2 separate regions of the Rattus norvegicus genome follow, and region 1 is linked to region 2. The links are chromatin contacts, called in public Hi-C maps. All regions are on one chromosome and are shown on one strand. The core of a region is the stretch at or near the end of the contact, and the rest is flanking DNA. Distances in the headings are between cores, read along the strand shown.

The links. Hi-C and Micro-C count contacts between places; a contact is called where the count stands out from the background.
Region 1: a contact with region 2 is called in a Hi-C map of kidney, with 2.6 times the contacts expected there. The contact joins the promoter of Pds5a here to the enhancer-like site in region 2. A contact is called at or near these places in 4 of 12 Hi-C or Micro-C datasets (frontal cortex, kidney and mammary epithelial cells).

The regions. Positions count from the first base shown.
Region 1 is chr14:42,904,698-42,907,810 of GRCr8, forward strand. Pds5a (PDS5 cohesin associated factor A) reads left to right here and starts at 1,636. Exons shown (of 32, transcript NM_001083624.1): 1 at 1,636-1,776. The coding sequence starts at 1,642.
Region 2 is chr14:42,831,192-42,834,756 of GRCr8, forward strand. No RefSeq gene overlaps it. Among named protein-coding and RNA genes, the nearest start is that of N4bp2, 22 kb to the left of the region's middle. Within about 2 kb of position 1,415, at least 89 of the 93 cell types and tissues checked have an H3K27ac peak or open chromatin away from gene starts, as enhancers often do. A contact at or near this core is called in kidney, where this site is marked.

The sequences.
Region 1 (3,113 bases), core at 386-2,885, 74 kb after region 2:
GAGCTGTTTGCAGGGGAAACCAGCAGTTTCTCCGAGGTATTAACCATTTCTCAACCAGTCCGGTCACGTCCCCACCAGACAAGCCTTCAAGAGTCCCGGACTCGGCGGGGAACAGGAGCATCACAAGCCGGCGCCTCCGGGGTCCGCTTCCCGCCACAGGGCTCCTCCTCCGCGCGCCCGCTCGGCTGCCGGCCTCCCGGAGGCGCCCGCGCGGGCAGGTCTTGGCGCCAAACGGATGGCGGCGCTGTCCACCAGGCGCGCGGCCGCGTCGGGTTCGAGGGAGGCGGGAGCTCGGCCGGCGGAAGAAGGGGCGGGAGCGAGGTGCGCGGTGCTCTCGCGGGCTCTCGCGCCGCTCGCGTGACGGGCTCTGGGTGTGCGCGACGCTCCGGCTCCGCGGGGCACGGGCAGCCGGGAGCGCGCCGCGGCGAGAGGGCGTCTGGTGCGGGTGGGCGCGAGGTGCGGGCGGGCGCGGGGGACGCGCGGGCGTGCACCCGCGCGCGGGCTCTCGGAGGAGCCGCGGCCGAGGCTGCGCTTCCTCAGCCCGACGGAGAGCGGCAGTGTCGCCCCGGCCGGCGCACGCTCGGCCCGCGTCTCCCCCCGCGGCGGCTGCTCCTCGGCACCGCCAGCCCCAGCGCCGCTCCGGGGCGGGCGGGCGGCGGCGGCGGCGGCGGCGGGACCCACGGAGCCGCTTTGTGTGCAGCCCGACGAGGGGCGGCGGCGGCGGCGCAACCACCTGACAGAGGCCCGGCGCTCGCTGCACCGTCCGTCCGCATGAGGAGGAGGTAAAGCGGCGGCCGGGCTCGCGCCCTCGGCGGCGGCGAGGGAGGGACGGAAGGGGAGACCGCAGGGGAGGGCGCGCGCTGAGGCCCGGCGGGGTTGCCCGGAGCCGTGGCTCAGGCCTCGGCGGTGCAGAGTAGCGCCGGGCGACCGAGAGGCTTGAGACGCCGCCGGGCTCGGTTGCTGAAGTTACGGAACAAAATGTGAAGTGCGGAGCCGGGTCCTCCGCTTCCTGGCTCGGGGCTCGGGCCGCGGGCGGCTGGCGGGGGTGGCCGGCTGGCCGGAGAGGGACGGCCGCGCGGCGGGGACGCCGGGGGCCCAGGGCTGGGCACGGCCACGGCGTTCTGCTCCTGGGCGCCGACGCCGCGCGTGGGTCCTCTTGGGTACCTAGTTTTGCGGCCTAAGCTGAACCCTCTAGGCCTCGAGTCTCCTTTCCCGGAGGTGACCGGCCAGGCGGGGACCGGGCCGCTTCTCCTGAGCCGAGCTGGGGCCGTTGGGTCCGAGCTGACCCCCGGAGGCCACCAAACTTCCGACCTAGGTGCTCGGGGGTACATTTCATTGTGAAAAGAGGGCTAGGAAACTCCGGGAGCTGCTCGGCGCCTCTCGCGGCCGGGGTTGCTGCAGCCGAGAACCCCGTGGCACCCGGGCTGGCGCGGGTGGGGGTGGCGGACGCCTGCGGGGTCCGAACCCTGGGAAGGAGCGAGTGACGGGGTCCCTGGCCTCGGGGGGAAGAAAGGGCCCTTTCCAGATTAGAGATTTTTGAAATGAAAAAGAGGTTACAAAGTCGCCCCTTTCCCGCTGAACTTTGATTTTCTGACCGATAGAGGCCGGTAGAGGACTGTGAAAGAAAAGTTATCCCCCAGGATGGACTTCACGCAGCCGAAGCCTGCCACGGCCCTCTGTGGCGTCGTGAGTGCGGACGGGAAGATCGCTTACCCTCCGGGAGTAAAAGAGATCACGGACAAGATCACCACCGACGAAATGATCAAACGTTTGAAGGTAAGGGTCTGGGTCGATATTCTTCTGTGCTCTGGATGGCTTTTGTGACTCATGTGGTTTCATTTGACTACTCAACCTGGCCTTTGGAGTTTTTAGTACTAAGTTTTTAAAGATATCTTCACCGTCCCGGAAAAGTATTGTTCAAACTTGGCGATATCTTTGGATAAGTTCTGAAAAGACATAGTAGCATGGGAAATTTAAAGAGTGTGATCATTTTTCTGTTCTGTTTATTGCGCATAAGAACACATGGTTTAGTTGCTTCCCTTTGGTTATTTTTTCTTTAATGAATATTGTTTAAGCAACTCATACCCTTAGGTGTAGTGATTTACCCACGAAAGTTCCTATTTTCATCGGCTCCAAAAAAGACTGATTTGAGCACAAGCAGCCATATTTTTTCTCCCTTAGATTCTCATGATTTCCTAATGTCTGGAAGCCTAACTATACATGGGCTAAACTTCATACAATGTACAGATTTTTCAGAATTTGAGCTTAAAGAGAAATGGTGATTTTATTTTAGAACCCAAGAAAGTTGAGGACTGGATTGTTGATATTCTGTGAGGTTTGTTTGTTTGTTTATTGTCGGCAATCTTAACAGTCATTTTGGTTGTCACAGTTGGCTTGGGTGGAGTAGGGAGACGATGAGGCAGAGCCCTGTAAGGAGCTATCAGTAGTCTGTGAAAGATCTTAAACTATTGGAAGTAGGGCATTGGCAGTGGGGAGACAAAGAATGGCTCAGGTGACTTGTTTGAAAGAGGACATGTAACCTAGCTATTCTTGAACTTAACAGTCTTCCTGCCTCCACTTCCAAAACACTAGAGCTGTAACCATGCCCTGCTAACAACAGTGGTTCTCAACCTGTGGGTCAGGACCCCTTTCCCACAGGTTAACTGTCTGATATCCTGTATGATTCATAACAGTAGCAAAATTATAGTTATGAAGTAGCAATGGAATTATTTTGTTAGAGGTCACCACAACATGAGGCAACCTTAGGAAGGTTGAGAACCATTATGCTAAAAGGCACACTTCAAAGTTAAAGTCAAATGTGGTGGAAGGCTAGGCAGGAAACATTGTTGACAGTGTTTCTGCCTTATGCAACTTTGTAAAATGTATTTTTAGGGCCTGATCTTAGAATTGAGCATAGTACCTAGTAAATATTATGTGTTTAAAGTGTTTCTGTGGGGCTGGGGATTTAGCTCAGTGGTAGAGCGCTTACCTAGGAAGCGCAAGGCCCTGGGTTCGGTCCCCAGCTCCGAAAAAAAGAACCAAAAAAAAAAAAAAAGTGTTTCTGTGTTTTAGTTTCTATTTGTTGGTCTTTTGAAAGACCTAGCTTCTTTAAT
Region 2 (3,565 bases), core at 165-2,664:
CAGTTTTCCTATTAAGTTCAATATTGTCACTGTGTCCCCTTCACAGAGACTAAAGCCAACAGGTGAACAGGAAGCTCTGAGTACAGTACAATGATCTGCAGGGGAGGGAGGTTTGTTACTGCTTTCCAGGTTGAGCTTTTTGTTGCTGCTGCTGCTGTTGCTGTTGTTTGTTTTTTCCTCGTTAACTATATTGTCTCTCTGCAGAAGAGCAGCAGCCATTTCTTTCTAATTCTTCCCCAACATCTCTCTCCACCACTGTACCCCCTCCCATCTCCGCAGAACATTTAAATCATACGTTGGCATAGTAACTGAAAAATTGACTGACCTTTAACAAAAAAAAAAAAATCGGCTGAAAGAAAACTGAAACACATTTAACACACACAAATACGCATGTTAATGCTTCTTTTTAAAAAAAAAAAAACGTAAAAATTATTTGTGAAAAACTGAACCATAGGAGTTCAAATGAGTTGCATCTGAGAGCTAATTTGAAAGTCAACAGTGGAAGTGATTCTTTTTTTTAAGGAATGAAAAGGAGAATCTTGCTATCAATGGGTAATGTATTAAAAGAAATAAACTGGGAGCTCAGAGGCAGCTGCAAATCAGTCATTGTTTTCTAAAAGACCAGGTTATTTCCAGGATTTTTCCCCCCCTCCGGGCTCAACCAATCCCCACCTTTTCTGAGTTAACCAGTCTCCAGGCAAGCCGCGCTTCCTGATTGGCTCGGAGATACCGAGTAGAAAAAACAGCCAATCCTTCTCAAGTCAGACCTGTGCTGTGCTATGGAGACATTACAACCACTGCATGGCCAGATTGTGTACAAACCTGTCCGTGCAGCAATATCCCCTCCTACTCCTAAATTCACTTGCCGGAGTAGTAAATTCACTTTAAAGCCAGCGGGACCTGCCTCCAACCTGGCATCGACTTAAAAAAAAAAGTCTTCCCGCTCTCTTTTGGTGGGAATAAAGAAAGTGTTGTAACCAAAAGCGCAAGAGGGGTAAACTCTGCCCTCGGTCTGACTCACTCTCTCGAAGCCCGGTTTTCGGAGAGCGAGAGGGAAAGTTACGGATCGGAAAGGGCGAGGGTCGCAGGCGCACACCCCCGGAGGGAAGCAAGCCTGGCCGGGCCGAGTGAGCGTGCGAACGTGCGTATGGTTTGGAAGTGAGTAAATAAACAGCTCTACTAGCACTACGAGCCCGGGCAGGCGGCCCAAGTTCCCACAAGGCTCGGCCTGGGAAACGGCGGGGCACTCACAGGGGCGCGAGGTCATGTCGGGGCGGGAAGGCACCCGGAGAGTCCGGGGGCGGGAGGGGTGTGTCGGGGCCTGGAGGCCCGCCAGGCGCTGAAGGCCGGGGAAGCTGCCGCGGCGCCCGCCTTCGCTCGGCCTCGGGCCCCGCGCCAGGGCCCGCCTCCCGCGACGCCTCACTCCCCTTCCGCCCAGCGCCCGGCCCGCGCCTGCCCGGGTTGCCGCGTCTCTCGCCGCCCGCCTCGGGCCCTCCTCCTCTGGGACTCTGCGCTCCCAGGATCCCCCCGCCCCCGCTCTTTTCCTCGCCGGCCCCCTTCTCCCCGGGTCCCGTCGCCTGCCTCTCCTCCCTCCGCCTTTACCTGCTGCGGGACCGGGGCGTCGAGGCCCGGGCCGTGTCGTCGAGTGAGCGCCGCGGGTCCGCAACCCTTTCCCGCCGCCGCCACTACGCTCTCTGGCGCGGCACGGCGCGGGGCTGGCAAGCAGCTGTGTCCGCGGGGAGAGACGCAGCGAGCGTGCGGAGCGAGGACACACTGCCGCTCTCCGTCCGACCGGGGAAGAGCAGCCGCGCAGGAGCCCGCCGCGAGAGGGCGGGTGGGCGGCCGCGTGGGGAGGGGTCTCGCGGCCGCCGCAATGGCTGCCACGTAGCCAGGTGGATCTCCGCCCCCGCCCCGGGGCCGCGACCTCTGCCGCTCCGCACCCCCACCCCGGGCCCTCCAGGATGCGTCGGCCCGCGCCACGGCGCCAGCCCGGAGACCCGAGCCCACCGGTGCTGGCGTCTCGCCGGCTCCGTTAAGAGAAGTGAGTCCCGGGCCTGGCGGGAGGCGCAGCCTGGGACCCGCGGCCCCCGAGGCTCTCCCGGAAGCTTGCGGCCCGTCGCTCGCCCCCGAGGGTCTCGGGGAAAGGCAGGCGCGGGTCCTTTCTCGGTGACGGCGGGGCCCGCTACTGCTCCCCGTGTAAGCGACCCGGTGAGCCGCGGCCGGGTCAAGCCCTCACCTCTCTCCCGAGCCCGAAAAGCAAAACAAGGTCGTTCTGGCCCGGGGCAGCGAGGGAGGAACTAGGAGCTGGGGCGGGCGGGTCTGCAGCTGCGAGGTCCGAGGGGCGAGGCGATGGGCCCCGCGCTGTCCCCCACGGGGGCCGCTCACTCGGGGCGGACGGGCGGCGGCGCCCCGCGGGAACAAAGGGCCCCGCGGCCCCAGCAACCCGGACGGAGGCTGCCGGGACCCAGCCCGCGCCGCCAACGTGCGGTCGGAACCCGCTGGCCTGAGCCCAAAAGAGCTGCGGCCTTTGCCAGTGTGGAGCTGGAGTTTCAGGTGCCAAGAAAAAGCAACAGTGTTCCCTTCCCTGTTAACGATCCTGGATTATTAGCCCGTCCCCTAAGCCCGCTCCATGTTTTTCCGGCTGGACTCTGACTTTCCTGTTTAATTTGTTCTGTCCTGACATGAAAAGAGCAGAGTACAAAAGTGTCTCACTCTAGCCTTCTAATTAATGATGCTACTGGTCGTTTCAGGTTTTTAGTCTTGTGTGGGGTTTTTTGTTTGTTTTTTGTTTTTGTGTGTTTTCTCCCGGAGTTTCCTCCCTGCGTTTTTTACTAAACCCCCCCCCCCACACACACACCCTTGCCATAGTAAAATAACCTCTTGATAACGTATCCCTCTACATCAGAGACAGATTATCTTTCAATTGCAATGGCAATTTCTTAAATTGAATGTAGATTTGGAAAGAATACAAGTGAAAAAACATTCCCTTTAGATCTGGTTTGAACACTCTCACACTTAGTGAGAAAATGGTCTAGTGGGCTTTTTCTAGAAATTAGTATATTTAAGCAAAGATCTTAGGATGATAAATTTTTTGATGAAATGTCCCACACAGAAAAGAATACAAACGGATTTGGGTTTTTTGGTTTTTTTTTTTTTTTTCATTTTCTTTGTCTTTTAGAGATCTCTTGAGTTCCCTTGTTTTAAAAAAAAAAAAAAATACTATACAAACTTTATGAAGGCTTATTCTAAATATTGTAAACAAAAGAAATGTAATAACCCAGAATCCCAAGTGTAAGCAGCTACTGCTGAGAACCTGACATTAATCTGCTTCTGAGCAGCTATTAGGAGACTAATAACTGTAATATATGCCACTTTCGAAATGAAAGAAACTTAGTAATTATAACTTCAAACAAACCTAGCAAACTTATGTTAATTTTGTTCACCTGAAATATATTCAGCATGATAATAAGAACTCATATTTAAGTTCTTAAATTTCTTTTGAACATCTAAGGATTTATCACATCTTAAATCCGAATAATAAAAGAGGGATTCTTAACATTAGAGA